2 separate regions of the Sorghum bicolor genome follow, and region 1 is linked to region 2. Evidence: chromatin contacts called from public HiCAR-type data. All regions are on one chromosome and are shown on one strand. Each heading gives the region's core, a stretch centred on a gene start, on an enhancer-like site or on the middle of the called end of the contact. The rest is flanking DNA. Distances are from core to core; before and after follow the strand shown. Region 1 holds the start of LOC8054859 (nucleolin). Region 2 holds the start of LOC8059017.

Evidence for each region. HiCAR-type assays count read pairs that join an accessible place to other places.
Region 1: a HiCAR-type map of leaf shows a contact between it and region 2, with 5 times the contacts expected there. The contact joins the promoter of LOC8054859 here to the promoter of LOC8059017 in region 2. A contact is called at or near these places in 2 of 4 Hi-C or Micro-C datasets (leaf and leaf mesophyll) and 1 of 1 datasets of contacts at active chromatin or transcription factors (leaf).

Annotation. Positions count from the first base shown.
Region 1 is chr2:65,175,879-65,178,578 of Sorghum_bicolor_NCBIv3, reverse strand. It overlaps LOC8054859 (nucleolin), which reads left to right and starts at 1,290. Exons shown (of 2, transcript XM_002462636.2): 1 at 1,290-2,693. The coding sequence starts at 1,384. It overlaps LOC8054860 (DNA polymerase delta subunit 4), which reads left to right. Exons shown (of 3, transcript XM_002462637.2): 3 at 1-473. The coding sequence ends at 214.
Region 2 is chr2:65,119,010-65,121,709 of Sorghum_bicolor_NCBIv3, reverse strand. It overlaps LOC8059017, which reads left to right and starts at 1,416. Exons shown (of 2, transcript XM_021452487.1): 1 at 1,416-2,700. The coding sequence starts at 1,701.

The DNA of each region.
Region 1 (2,700 bases), core at 41-2,540, 57 kb before region 2:
TGGTGATCAAGAAGAGCAGCTGCGTCAGTTTGACATGGACATGAAATTTGGCCCATGCATTGGTGTTACTCGGCTTCAGCGCTGGGAGCGAGCCTCAGCCATGGGCCTCCATCCACCAGCTCATCTCCGGGACCTCTTACTGCATGCGCCATCAACAAAGAATCGCAGTGACGGTAGTCCCTCTGTTGAGTGCCTTTGGGAGGGTAATGTCTAGAAGAAATACCTAATATGATAAGCACTCAGCTCGCCTTTTTCATAGTAACTGGTTCCATCTTCTCCTATCAACCTAAATCCCCCGCCACACTAAACATCGACCCCCAGATCACTTCTCTCTACTTCAAGCAGTTAACTGAAGGCACCTGCACATGCAACCTCTTGTTGCTGTATGTTGGCACATGTTTGTTTCTCTTGCACATGTTTGGTAATAACAGTATACATAGATAGCTACATGTCCGTATGATGGCACTTCTTGCTGAGGTCTCTTATATCGAGATCCTGTTGCGTTATGCCTATCTGAGCGCGTCATGCACGCGCATGAAACATTTTCCTGTCAGGTGCCATCGCATTGTGATCGAATGTTTGGGGTGCTGCAACTTCACACTCGCAAACGAAGAACTACCCATGACCATGATGGAGGCATGGAAAAATGGCCCAAGACTCCAAGAGACATGGATATTGGCGATCCGTCAGATTGAGAACAGCATTACTGTCGGGAGAGTTTCATAATACCATTGTGAGCTGGGCATTCTATATCTATATCTAGGCAAAATTTCAGGCTATTCTTTTTGTCCATGGTCCCCTAACTAAACCGGACATAATGCAGAGTTTCTTCTACCAAGACTTATATGACCCATGCTCATAGGAGATTAATATATCGCGTCTAGCAATGATCAATATAGAAGAGTCCGATTACAATACGTATTAGATCGTGTCCTACGTTTCTCATATATATCCAAACCAGGTGGGTGCCCTCCATCTGTATTGATACATACATGGTCTGTACAACTCAAATCAAATACATTAACAAATGGAATTTCTATCGAATATAAAGACACGTACATGATCTGGACAACTAAAATATATAGGTACATGGTCAGGTTTTGTATGAAATTCTATCAAGAACTCCAAACCTATCTCCAATCCAAAACCAAATAAAACAACTTGATCCATATATTGTGCAGCCGCGAACCCACAATGGATCATGGTGGAGGCGTTCGTCCAGCCCAGCAAAAAGACGGGCCTGTTCCTCCAGGCCCAACTCGCTGCCCTTCTTGTTAACCCCAAAGGCGAGAAAAACTTTGTCGCTATCGAGACTCGAGAGCGTTCAGCCGACACCGTCCGTTTCGCTCCCCCCCAAACCCCAACGGTTCTGCGCCGCCGGCGATGGACGCCGCGGGGGTCGCAGCGAAGTTCCGGGCCCTCGATGCCGAGCTCGCCGCCAAGTCCTCTCGCGTCGCGGAACTGGAGGCCAGGGTCTCGTTCCTCGAAGCCGAGAACGCGCGATGGAGAAAGGCGCTGGCGTGTCTTGCTGCAGGCGACGAGGATCCGAAATCTGGCCGGTTGGCGGGGTTTCTTCTACGCGGGAGCAAGCGCGAGTCAGCCGAGAAGCCGGGCGGGAGTGTGGCGTGCGATGTAATTGAGGTCAGTGACGACGAAGAAGAGGGGGTTAGGGTTACTGTTGATGCCAGCAGCAAGGGGAGAAGCCCGGAGGAGGAGGGCGTCGTTGCCGACCCGACTCCTCGGAAGCGCGCGGTGCGGGCGGTGGCCGGAGAGAGCGAGGATGAAGACGTCGCAGAGGGAGGCGGTGGAAGCAGCAGGGGAAACAGTGTGGGTGTGGGTTTGGAGGACGACGATGTCTTGGTGTCGCCACGGGGTAGGAAGCGTGCGGCGGCGCGGCTGGTCACCAGTGATAGCGAGGATGAGGATGCAAATGACGGTAAGCATGGTGTTGATGATCCGGGGGAAGGTGGTAAGCCCAGCAAGAAGCGTCGATTTTGCGGAATCTGTGACAGTGACGATGAGGATGCCACTGAGGGTGTTGATGTGGTTACTTCGAAGGCTGCTTCACCGGCGCAGATTGAGAGTGGGGAGGATGAGGATGATATGATTCCCATTTGTCAGGTGCTGAAGAAGATGAGGAAAGAGATGGCCAACCATGATGACGACGAGGACGATGAATTAGGTGAAGTAAAAGGGTGTTCTACTCCCCCAACAAGACGCTCGGCTCGGTTGGTTAAAAATCAGTCTAAAGGGGGACGAGCTACACGCCGGGTTCTCAACTTTGTTGAACCCAAGGAATGTGAAGGGAGTGAAGATGATATAGAAGAGGATGATGATATGGAGGATTTCATAAATGATGAGGATTCTTCAGAAAATGCTTTTGAATCTGCTGAAGAATCCTGCGACGAACCGCAAGTGTCTGGTACATCTGTTCTGATTGAAGAATCCTCTACAGGATCAGAAGAGTCTGACAGTGTGGTAGACTATGCAGATGTTATAGCTTGCATAGGCCGTAAAAACAAAGATAAAGACTGGAAATTTGAGGGAGATATGCTAGCAGCATTCGATGAACATCCCGAGCTCTGCCTGAAGGCTGTTTGCGCCCTCTATCGGAAGCAAACCGAAGAGGAACAAATGCATAAGGCCACTATTGTTCATAACAAGCAGGGATTTAGCCAGATACATGCCCCAAGGTATGTG
Region 2 (2,700 bases), core at 167-2,666:
AAATTACAGACAAACTGTACAATTAGTTATTATTATTATTATCTATGTTTAATGCTCCATACATACGTCGTAAGATTTGATATGACAGAAAATTTCAATTTTTTTGTAAATTTTTTTGAGAACTAAACAAAGACCCATCCGCTAGTTTTGCTCGTTCCCGCGAGGTCGGGCGAATTCATTCTTGTACTCGAGATGTGGTGATCGGTATCGTGACACCCACCTAGAACGGGTAGGCGGGCGTCCATCTGATCTGATTCTTCCAGCGCCAGGCACCCGACGAGACGACCCAACCCAACCCCGGCAAATCAGCGGTCCGGCCGCTTCATTGATCCGCTGCCCATCGGCCGCCCAGACGGGCGACCGACCACTCTAGCTCGCCGTGCTTGCAGGTGCGCGCGCGAACTTCACCTGACAGCTCCGTTGCACCAGCCGAAGCAGCGACTACTACTCATGATGAGTACTGACTGGATCGTCAACACCTGCAACGATTTCTGCGTCGCTCATCGCACCTGAAAGCGACAGATTTGACCGCTAGAGGCCGCGCTTGAGCCGTGCCGGTGGATTGGAAATGGCCGTGGCGTCGCGGTCGCGGTCGCGGTTGTTGAGAATCTAAGGCAGGTTGAGGCCTTGTTTAGATACACCTAAAAATCCAAAGCTTTACAAGATTCTCCATCACATCGAATCTTGCGGCCGCGACCCATGGGACACTTTCTTTGTCCGTCTAGAAAACAGGCGTGTTGGAAGGTTTTGCCTGCCTGTGCTCACGAGTGTAATTTTGTGTGCCCGGCTCTTCAAGGGAATATGGACGGTGGCCTGTGTGTGAGGGGTGAGACTTGGTCGGAAATGTACCGCGGATCGATTTCAAAGACGAGACCTGGACTGAACACCCGCACCAGCTGATCGTTTTCATCGATTTTTCATGTCCAAACTTCAGAGTTCAGAGTTGGGTAGCTAGCTGGGTACTACCGTCCACAAGACTGGAGAGTGGAGACCAGCTTCACTCGGTCAAAAGTCAGAACACACAGCTCCCAGAAGGCCAGAGCAAGCATCACACAGTATTCCCTGTCGCGTGGTTGAGGAACATGCTCCACATGTCCGTGGCAGGGACGACGCCGCACGCACTGCACTGACATGTGAAGATCTTGCCTGCATCACATACCTCTGACGCTCGCTTTTCATGTAGGAGTACTTTGCACACGTGAGAATTCCCCGTGCTTCCTGATATACCTAAACCCCTGTTATTATTTCTTCCAAAGTCCTGCTCCTAACTGCCATCAGATTCGCCACCCAAAACGCACCAACCGGAACAATCACCCCTCACCAACATCTCAATTTTTCTCTTTTCCAATCTTATCTCTTAACATGAAAAAAGGTCTCTATTCTCTAGGAATCTAAAAAAAGATCATATTTTTTATACGATGGTTTCCTCTTTTTTTTAATACTATCTTCGCTCCAACCAAGGAGGGGGAATATGAATATATCAAACTAAACGAGCTAACAACCGGTGCTAGCTACAGCTCTCCCTACCTATAAATATAACGCAGAATCCAAAAGCCTAATCCTTGGATAAAAATCTAGCTAAACCAAGGAATAAAGGAGAGCGATAAGGTAAGGTGTCTCTGCCTGTCAAGACTCGAGAAGACAGCCGCAAAACGGAGACAAAGGAGACTCTTTGTGGCGTGACCCCTGAGTCCGTGACCATGAAGCCACGTCCACCGGCGCCGGGGCCGTCGTCTGCTTCCGCCGCGCCGGCCAGGCTCCGGCCGCACCTCGCGCGGCTCGCCTCCTTCCTGATCGTCTTCGCCGTGGGCTACTCGCTGGGCCTCCTGTCGTCGTCCACCCGGCCGTCCCCAAGACCGTCCCAGACGACGATCATACGGCCGCACGCCGCGCACCTCACCGACGCCTCCCCGGCGGCGGCGTCGAACGGAACCGCCGGCGCGGCGGCCGTGTCGAGCTCGAGCTCGAGCTCGAGCTACCCGCCGCGGTCGCCTCCGCACGACCTGTTCCGGTTCAAGGAGGAGTGCGGGGAGCCGGTGCCGAGCGACGCCGTCGTGCGGACTCTGCTCGACAAGCTCTTCGACGGCGAGAGCCCCTACGCGGGGTTCCCTCCAAACCACACGGCGGCTCTGCTGCACCCGGCGGCGGCGCGCCCGCGCGGGTGGGGGTCTACGGGGGCCGTGTTCAAGGAGCTCATCGAGGCGGTGCGGCCGGAGGTGATCGTGGAGCTGGGCGCGTTCCTGGGCGCGTCGGCGCTGCACATGGCGGCCGTGTCCAGGAACCTGTCCCTGTCCCCGGCCATCCTCTGCGTCGACGACTTCCGCGGGTGGCCGGCGTTCCGGGACCGGTTCCGCCGCGACGTGCCCCCGCAGCGGCACGGGGACGCGCTGCTGCTGCCGCAGTTCATGTCCAACGTCGTGGCGGCGGCCGCGGCCGACGACGACGACGACGACGCCGTCACCAGGCCGCGCGTGCTGCCGCTGCCCTTCTCGACGGCGTCCGCGCTGCGCGCGCTGTGCGAGTGGGGCGTGTACGCGGACCTCATCGAGGTGGACGCCGGGCACGACTTCCACTCGGCGTGGGCGGACATCAACCTGGCGTGGGCCGTGCTCCGCCCCGGCGGCGTCATGTTCGGCCACGACTACTTCACGTCCGCCGACGACCGCGGCGTGCGCCGCGCCGTCACGCTGTTCGCCAGGG